Linked DNA regions of Hordeum vulgare: all the other regions are linked to region 3. Evidence: chromatin contacts called from public Hi-C data. All regions are on one chromosome and are shown on one strand. The core of a region is the stretch at or near the end of the contact, and the rest is flanking DNA. Distances in the headings are between cores, read along the strand shown. Region 1 holds the start of LOC123427882 (transcription factor PCF6-like). Region 2 holds the start of LOC123426518 (SWI/SNF complex component SNF12 homolog). Region 3 holds the start of LOC123426519 (exocyst complex component EXO70B1-like).

Region 1 (3,305 bases), core at 565-3,064, 150 kb before region 3:
CAGTAATCCACAATATTAAGGCATCACATGAACCGGATAAATTGGCAATGAAAAACACATGATTGGAATGTCATATGTTATGTTACTAAAGATCTCAACACAATAGAATATTTAATCTGTTACCTTCGGATGGTTTACATGATACAACTGGAGGGGGATTAAGAAAGGAGGGAGGCAATATGTGTCAGAACTGCAATGATTTGTATCTAAATAACTTAACAAGTGTGTTTTGTGCTTCCCACGTTTAGCTTATAAGTAAATCAAATTTACACATGTTCTATTGAAATTCATGCATAATATCTTTTAGATTCGTTACTGATCGTATTGAGATAGCTAATATAAGTACTTAAGAATAAAAGTAAAATATGAAAGCAAAGTAGGTCGATAAGGATAAGTTCAAAGTACGATCTTTCAAATATGACAGTGGCCATATCTAGAATTTTTAATAATAGCTACCACAGCACGGGTTTACCACTAGTGTTTAAAAAATCTGAATTGTTTTTACAGCAAACTTTGACAAATGTTTTAATATCTTGTAAAATTTTAGTATGAAATCACTTTTTTTGAAGTCGTGGCAAAAAACAAAATTAGTGCCCCAAAAAGCTTTTGAAAGTAGCATTTTCATTGTTTCGATTTTGTTTTGTTTGCCACAACTTTCAAAAATGTGATTTCATGATGAAATTCTATGAGCACTTGGAACATTTGTCAAAGTTTGCCCAAAAATAAATTCAGATTTTTTTATCATTTCTACAATATTTTTTGAATTTATTATTCACCTAAGCTCATTTGAGCTCGGTGCAAAAACATCACGTTCTTTTAGGCGAGGCTTTACTCTAATATAACGATTTCTTCTATATATTACAAAGGAATCAAATTAAGAAAAATCTATTCAAATTGTCAACAACAAAAAAAAAAAATCTTTTCAACATATTGAACAACACATAGCCGCGAACCACATGCATGTGCAGGAAAATTCACATTTGTTGGTACAAGAGAAGATGGAACCCCTGAACCTATGCATCGATCGATCAGAGCTTGTGAATGTGACTGGAAGCATTCGATGTCACATAGTCTGACCAAACGATCGATGATTCAGAGGTTGGCAAGCACGTCTCGTCACTTCCACCAGCAGCCGACGGCTCTCTTACTTCGTCGGCAATTTGCAATTGGTGCCATCGGCCTCCTCGACGCCGCTTTCTGTTGCGGTGCCTCGCCGGCGCCCTCGTCTCTGGTTTGACATCCTTGGGGACGGAGACCGCCGCCACGTCCTCCATTGCCTCCTCGTTGGAGAGGCGGAGGGAGAATTTCACGGGCGCCGCATTTGCCGCGGCTCTCCGGTGCACGAGCGGCCGCCGCGGCCTATGTTCTTGGTGTCGATGAGCGTGGAATTGCCTCATCACCTCCGATCTTATGGCCTGCTCATCCATCTCCGTGGCCATCCTCTCTCCGAGACTATGTAGGTCGATATCAGCCACGGCAGTGGCGAACGATGGCTCCATGGGAGGCAAGGAGGCATCGCAAGGCTTTATATATGTGCGATGGTGGGCTCCTTTCCACAGACGGATTCGGAGAAGTCGGGGAATCCTTGTCGCTGTCGCTTGCCATCTGATTGGTCAGGATGTGTTCGTGGTTCACGGCATCGTGGATGGATACGGACGAGTTCGGATCTGGAGAGGAGTTCGCCTTGGTGGGTGACGAAGGTGCCAGCTCAGCAGAAGAATCTGGAGAGGAGTTCGGATCGGTTTCTTGATCACCGGCGCAGATTTCACCGCTTCCCGGCCCGGATCAGTCTGGTCGCCTTCATCGAAGCTGACATCCGCTGGCGCCATGGTGGTCTGCAGCAGCAGGGACTCTGCTGCAGGCGTCGGCGTCGCGGATCTGCCGCGTGAGGGCGTCGGGGGGCAAGGACCGGCACAGCAAGGTGTACACGTCCAAGGGCATCCGCGACCGGCGGGTGCGGCTCTCGGTGCCCACGGCCATCCAGTTCTACGACCTGCAGGACCGCCTCGGCTTCGACCACCCCAGCAAGGCCATCGAGTGGCTCATCAACGCCGCCTCCCCCGCCATCGACGAGCCCCCCTCCCTCGACCCGGCCGACCACCAGGCCGCGCCCCGCGCCGGCAAGCAGCACCAGCAGCAGGGCAGCAGGTCCCTGTGCAGCAGCACGTCGGAGACCAGCAAGGGGTCCGACCTCTCGCTCTCGCGCTCCGACTGCCGCGTCGGCGGCGGCTCCTCCCGGGACAAGGAGGTCACCGTCGCCAGCAACCCCTCCACGCAGGCCGGGTCCTTCACCGAGCTGCTCACCGGGGCGGGGACGGCCGGCGCGGCCATTGCCCCCGCGGCTCAGCACAGGCAGTCCTGGCAGCGAAATAATCTGGACAGGAGCTCGGATCGGCTTCTTGATCACCGGCGCAGATTTCACCGCTTCCCGGCGCAGATACCTGGTGGTATCCCTCGATGGCCGGATCAATCTGGTCGCCGTCACCGAAGATGACATCCGCCGGCTCCATGGTGGCCATGGCCGTCCAGGACGGCGACCTGATGATGCCATTTAAAATCCCTGCACACGCGAAACCGGCCGTCTTCGCCAGCGGCGCGTGGTCCAGTCTGTTCTCCGAATCACGGCCTGTCACGCAGAGCCTGTCCAGGCGACGGAATTCCGGCTTCTTCTTCAGGCCACCGCCACCGACGTCGGCGGCAGCAACCTTTCTGATGTCGGCGTGGACAACGTTCTCCGATTGCACCGCGGGAGCAACCTGCCGCAGCAGGAATCACGGCGCACCTTATTCCGACATTGCCTGTCCGTTGGACGCCGCTGGACGCCGCAGAATAACCATCCATACTAGATAATCGATAGCGTGCGGCGCCCTGTCTTTTCTAATACTGAATTTTAAGTATTGATGCAATGATGTATAGGCATCATATTTTAAAGTTTACTATGTATAATTATTTTACTGCAGTTGTAGTGTATATAAAGGATTTTGGTTTCTGTGCATTTGTATTATAAGATGTTCATTATAATAGACCAAAGGCCATTTGCAGGAGGCTGCTATTTTTTTCTCTCAAAATCTTGCATGGTAAGATCCTCTTTGTCTTTAGGCCTACTGAATCTGTACATGGGTGGCTAGTTTTTTTCATGCCCGTAAATTTAGACTTGAAATATCTACTACTTTTACAACTGGTGAGTAAGAGAATGCCTTTATACAAGGAAAAAGATGACAGGATCAAAACTGATTTGCAATCTGCAATAGAGACGCTGATATTAAGTTCAAAAAGTAGAAAATATTGACGTTAACAGAGAAGCT
Region 2 (3,023 bases), core at 351-2,850, 230 kb after region 3:
CACGTCTTTCCCTTTCAATATTCCTACTCGCTTCACCAGCAACAAGCTTCAAATCTTTACTCTGGGATGCTATCAACGCATTAATGAACTCCACTGGGGACTGGCTGAACCCAAGGAAGAACGCCCTCCTCCTACGATGCTCGTGGATCTTCTTGATTGAAGCAGATATCACCTCATCACATGCCTCAATGTCCTTGTGCTTCTCAGTATTGGCAAGAAATGCTGTCATCTCCTTCTGCAGTGGGAAAGGAACATCTACCAATACATCATAACAGGCACTTGAGTTTGCTCCATTCCCTGATAGCTTGATCTTATGTTCCAAGTTGATGGGCGGTGGAGGAGCAAGATGTTGCGATATCTTCTGCGACAGCATAGCAAACCTCATTTTATCCTCCCCAAATACCTTCTTCAGTTGGGGGTCACACATAAAGTACGAAGGGTCACTTGGATTCTGTAGCTTCTTTGCCTTGATGTACTGCCAAAGGGCTGCGATCACCCTTGCGCGAGTGTCCACCTCAACCCCAAGCACCTCCATCAGTGGCTGTGACAGCTTGAACTTCTCCGGATTATAATTCATCTCCAGACGGATATTGGCAAGAAACTCCTTATCCCCTTTCCTCTTCACCTCAAACCCTTCCTGAGGCGCAGCAGACCGTGCATTCTCCCAAACGATCAGTGGGTTCTCTGGATAGAGTGAGGAGTCAAGAGCAATAGTCACCCTCTTAAAGAACGAGGAGAATTTCGGATACACTGGGTTGTGCTTCGGTACGACACTGGCTGGGTCCAGCTCCGCACCGTCTTCAAGCACACGGCCAATGATCTTGAGCGACCAGGTGGGCGGATCGCCATTCTTGGGCGGCGGGATGGTGCGGGGCGCCTGGTTGGCGAAGGTGTTGAAGACGTAGATGCGGAGCGTGCGCTGGAGGGACGGTGGTGTCTTGAGCGCCTCCTGAATGTCCACCTTCTTGCGCGCGAGCGCTGCGTCTACGCGGGCCTCGAACTCGAGGAGCTGCGTGTAGAGCGCGGACTCCGGTAACAGCGCGGCGACGCGGTCCGGGAGCTGCTTCTCCGGGAGTTTGCGCTTCTTGTTGCGGCGAGCAGCAGGGGTGAGGTCGACGCTGCCGGAGTTAGCAGCCTTATAAGCGGCGGCCATGGACGCTGCGGCGGCGTTGGATGTGGGTGCCGGCGGACGCGAAGGGGGCTTCTGAGGAGGGCGCTTAGCCGATGCGGCGGCAGAGGCCGCGGCCGCGGCAGCCGCGGCCATTAGTGGGGTCTGGGGGGAGGAGGATGCGCCCATGTGAATCTGAAAAGCAGGATTGTGGCTAGGCGGGGTGTGGAAAAGACCCTGGAAGGGGGAACCGCCGAGAGTGGGGGGGCGCATGTGGGTGTGCGGGGTCGCTGGAGAGCTTCCCGGCGGCGGCTGCTGCGGGCGTGGCTGACCGGGGGTGGGGTTGGGGTTGCCGCCGGTGGCCATGACGGCGGTGGGGCGGGGAAGTCAAGATCAGATCTCGGTGGGAAGGCGATTTGGGAGCTAGGGTTTGGAGAGGAAGAAGCTGGAGACGAGACGACTGACAAGGTTTCCAGTGGGACTAATATTTGGGCCTTGTTCATGGGCTGGACTGATCTGTGCAGGCTTTAACCTTGTTTTAAGGGTTCGTTTGGTTGGGCCTACCAAATCCAATACATAGCATTTTCTCAACAACAACAACAAAATAGTAGCATATCTATTAAAAAATAGTACTCCCTCCAATCGACGTGAATAGTTGTTGCTTTAGTATACTATAAAAGAAGCGACAGTTAATTTTGATCAGATGGAGTAGCATGAAATGTATTTATAGCCATCAAACTTATCAAGGAGTTGTAACTGAGTCCCTCGACTTATAACGTGTTCCATTTTGACCGCAAACATGCTAAAAGGGTATGCATATGATATAGGTTATTTGCATGTTTCATATCCTTGGGCTCGCATGGGGAATGTGTTCCATCCATCATGGCGCATCAACATTGATGATGATTTCTTTCACATGCATTAGTGTGTCCCCTCTCGCATCTTGCATTATCCAATGGCAATAATCTCACCCCTTTCACGCCTTAGGATACTTCCAATGCATCGGTGGTAAGATAACGTGATAAGCACATTAAAGGACTTAGCAACTAAAGCCCCCAATGCATAGGTGTGTAACTTGTTGTTGTTAAACATCCTCCATTTAATGATTTAGCAACTAAAGCCTTTCATGTATTGTTGGGTTTCTTTCATTTAAGTGTTTTGTCTAGGTTCATGCGTTTGGCATTGTTTTTTGCTGAGGTTACCACACTCATCTCTCTCTCCTCTTAGTTAGCTTGTCACATCAGGTTTTTAGCCAATCTTAGCACATGTACAAGGTCGACCATTGGGAGAAGCTTTAGAGCATAATGTTGGTTTTCTTGTGGAACTTGCATTATTAATTTGAACCTTAAAACCTCATATGAATAGGGAAAGACATATACTATGATGAACTCGTGTTTTTTTATGAATGCCTTTATTATAACTTTTAATATTGTTATTAGATGAATGGGTTAGGTTGAGTGGTGTCTTACTTGGTACTTCCTATTTGTTCATGGATATTTCATGCCCTCGATGTTGAATCTCTAGTCTAGGCGTTTCAATTCTAGATTTTAGACTTGGATAACCTTGCTTAGCTTACTTTTAATTACAAAATGTTTTATCCTTAAATGGAAAATAGCCAAGAAGGAAACACTTCTTTCACAATGCTAAGTATTGCCTCGCTCTACTCTTGGATTTTAACTTATTTTGTCCATCTTAGTTAGTACACATTCTTTTATAATACACTTATATCAAATATGACACTACTTTCGGGTATTAAAGTTTAGAGCAACCAACCACTCTAATGACCATAGATTTGATTTACTAAGAGTGCAAATCTCATGAAGAGAGGGACTCAAATCTTGGTTAAGCGCAGAAAGCTCGGTGGAGTGGCAACACTATCTGATGCAAAACAATTGGTTCAACCCGGTGATGGAGT
Region 3 (2,960 bases), core at 315-2,814:
AGAAGGTTACCCTTGACTGCATCCCCAAGCCTGCCAAGGACCCCCTCCAAATCACAGATCACATCATCCCCAGGAGTCCCATAGTACAGTTCCTTGAGCTCAGGAATCACCTCAGCAAGTGCCTCATACATATCAAGAATCCGGGACACCTTCTCAGGAGAACGAGGGCACACAGCCACAGCATCCCCAAAGTTAAGAATCTGCATTATGCAAACCTTGGTGGATTCAACAAAGCACTCGTCCCGCAGCTCATCGGACACTGCAAGCACCTGATCGCAGAGCCGGCGCTCGCCTGTCAGAAGGGAACGGACAACAGTCTTGACGCCATGCACCCATTTCTTCATCTTGTCATTCAGCTGCTTCCACTCCACACGCTGAACCTCGTCGATGCTGAGCCGCTCGACGCCCAGAACTGTGAGGCATTCATCAAGCAGGTCCCGTCGGATGCCGCAGTAAACCTGCACGAGCTCACTTGCATAGCCAGCGCGCCCCATCCGCTCAGCAATGGCGCGCAGCTCATCAACAGCGTCAGGCCGCACCAGGTCGAACAGCTGGTCGTCGAAGGGGTTCCCCACGAGACTGGCGCTGCGGGCGGTATCTGGCGCGCCCTCCTGGCTGTGCGGGGTGGCGGGATCGAACTCGGAGGAGGTGTCGAGGTCGTCCATGGACTCGAGCGAGAGGCGGCGGAGCGAGCAGTAGAGGCCGCTGGCGTCGAGCGGCACGGCGTGGCGGAGCATGAGGTGGCGGAGCTCGTCCTCGAGGCGCGCCATGGCGAGCTGCACGGCGACGCCCGCGCGGCCCGAGGCGGCGGCGGGCCCCCCGGCGGCGAGGTGGTCGACGGCGACGTCGACCGCCGCGAGATAGTGCGCGGCGTCGTCCTCGGGGGCCTCGAAGACGAGCGCCTCCGGGGTGGTGTCCCACAGGTGGATGAGCTGCGCGGCGTCGTCGAAATCCGACAGGGAGGGGGCCTCCGAGGGGTCGGAGTGGGAGTGGGAGTTGGAGGGCGAGGGCGAGGGCGAGGGGAAGTGGTCGGAGGTGATGGTGGAGAAGCGGTAGTCGAAGCCCGAGAGGATGCGGATCATGTCGTCGGCGGCGTTCTTGGAGGTGGCGAGCGACTTGACGATGTGGTGCGCCGCGGCGAGGACCCTGTCGTTGCCAGCGACGGCGACGGCACCGACGCCCGCCAAGGGCACGGCCTCCTCCTCCTCCTCCTCCGGCGGCGGCGGGGGCGCCGACATCGCCGACATCGCCGGCGGCCCGCTAGGGTTTGATCCGGCCCGGCGGCGGCCTGCTGACACGATACTCGGGAGGCTGATACAGTTACGTCACGGCTAGGAGGCTGATGGCCGCGGTAAACAGAGCGCTCCTACTCCTGCCAGTGGAAGTACTAGTAAAGGGGATACAGATATCTGTGCCGGTGCCAGCGAAGGGGCGGACGGATAGAGGAGAGGGAGAGGAGACGCGGGAGGAGGGAAGCAAATGGCACCACTTTGCCGGCCCGTTTGCCGTTTGGTGGCGACGCTGGCTGGCTGGCGATTCACGGTGCGCAGCTCATCTTTGTACTTTGTAGCATCTCCCACCTCTGAATCTAAAAGTCCAACTTGACGACCCCATCCCCACCTCTTTCTCTTCCTCGCATCGCACCACTCACGTGTTTCATCTTTCGCTCTTACTATTGCCACAAGTAGCATCTGAGCTTGATCATGACATGTTTTTCTTCTCTCCTCTCCTAACAAGAAACCGCGCAATTCACCACCATTACACATCGGTTTGGCTTGGCCTCGCATCTGTCGAAATCTAACCCCCGTTGGAACTGCAATGCACTGCACGATTATGTAGGAGTATATCTTCTTAGTGGTCGCTGTCATCTTTTGTTGCGTACATAGATCTCGACGGCTCTCCTCCTCGTATTAGATCCCCGTCGTCATCACCATTTCCATGCTCTCAAGGGAACTGCAGAGTCTCTACAAAAATATCCATCGAAAACTTTGATCACACACGTACGGCTTCCTGAAATCTTCTTGTAAAAAGCTTAGGATAAGTCTTGGGAAACATGACATTCGCGTCACTCAGGGTAAAATGGCATCGCTTAGCATGGATGTTCAAAAACGTCTCTCCAAACATTGTGGAACTATCGTATGCATATGTACGACTCACTGTCACTATGAATGCTTGAAGCAAGCAGGTTTATCCGTGTGTGTGTGTGTGTGTGTAACGATCGTGTCATGGGTTGCCTGTCCTACCATGATTACCCCTCGGGCTTTCGGCGGGACGCTTCACGCACTGCAAACCAAAAGGCTACGCTCGTGTCATTGGATAAGAATACGGCATCACTCAATTATTCGATGAGCTGGCGTCACACCTCTGCTACACGCTCAAGCATTTCTTCTAGCTACAGAGACTGGTTTTCGTTAGTGGATTTCGTTTCAGATCTTGCACTTGCCAACAGTACATAGTACTTCCTCTGTAAACTAATATAAAAGCATTTAGATCACTATCACTACTTTCGTAATATAATATAAAAGCGTTTTTGATATACTAGTGTTTTGACACTACAACAGTGTTAAAAAAACTAATATATTATGAGACAGAGGGAGTAGTATAGTAAAAGGAACGTCGAGAAATCTCATCTATGCCCGGGATGACACTATGTAATGTCATCTGTATAATGTTAACAACTGATTATTCGCAACAACAACAAAATGCACGCATCCGTGGTGACAAGCCGACAGTTTCTCAAACTATGCTACTGACAGTAGTATCTCATGTATAATAACAAGTCATTGATACATTTCACCTTTTGTGTAACAGCTCGGAACAGACGTTTCAGAAGATTTCATCTTTATTTCGTTGTCGACGTATGATTTATTTATTTATAGCATTCATCATGTCATTATGTCATCATGTCATTAAACTTTTGCAACTCAAATAAATTTATGGTATTGATCTTTGATCCATTT

Evidence for each region. A called contact is a pair of places that touch in the nucleus more often than the background predicts.
Region 1: a contact with region 3 is called in a Hi-C map of leaf, with 4 times the contacts expected there. The contact joins the promoter of LOC123427882 here to the promoter of LOC123426519 in region 3. A contact is called at or near these places in 2 of 6 Hi-C or Micro-C datasets (leaf and seedling) and 1 of 1 datasets of contacts at active chromatin or transcription factors (embryo).
Region 2: a Hi-C map of leaf shows a contact between it and region 3, with 5 times the contacts expected there. The contact joins the promoter of LOC123426518 here to the promoter of LOC123426519 in region 3. A contact is called at or near these places in 3 of 6 Hi-C or Micro-C datasets (leaf and seedling) and 1 of 1 datasets of contacts at active chromatin or transcription factors (embryo).

Annotation. Positions count from the first base shown.
Region 1 is chr2H:428,198,192-428,201,496 of MorexV3_pseudomolecules_assembly, reverse strand. LOC123427882 (transcription factor PCF6-like) reads left to right here and starts at 1,814. Exons shown (of 1, transcript XM_045112021.1): 1 at 1,814-3,052. The coding sequence starts at 1,814. The coding sequence ends at 2,494.
Region 2 is chr2H:427,823,989-427,827,011 of MorexV3_pseudomolecules_assembly, reverse strand. It overlaps LOC123426518 (SWI/SNF complex component SNF12 homolog), which reads right to left and starts at 1,600. Exons shown (of 2, transcript XM_045110358.1): 1 at 1-1,600. The coding sequence starts at 1,474.
Region 3 is chr2H:428,050,502-428,053,461 of MorexV3_pseudomolecules_assembly, reverse strand. LOC123426519 (exocyst complex component EXO70B1-like) reads right to left here and starts at 1,564. Exons shown (of 1, transcript XM_045110359.1): 1 at 1-1,564. The coding sequence starts at 1,247.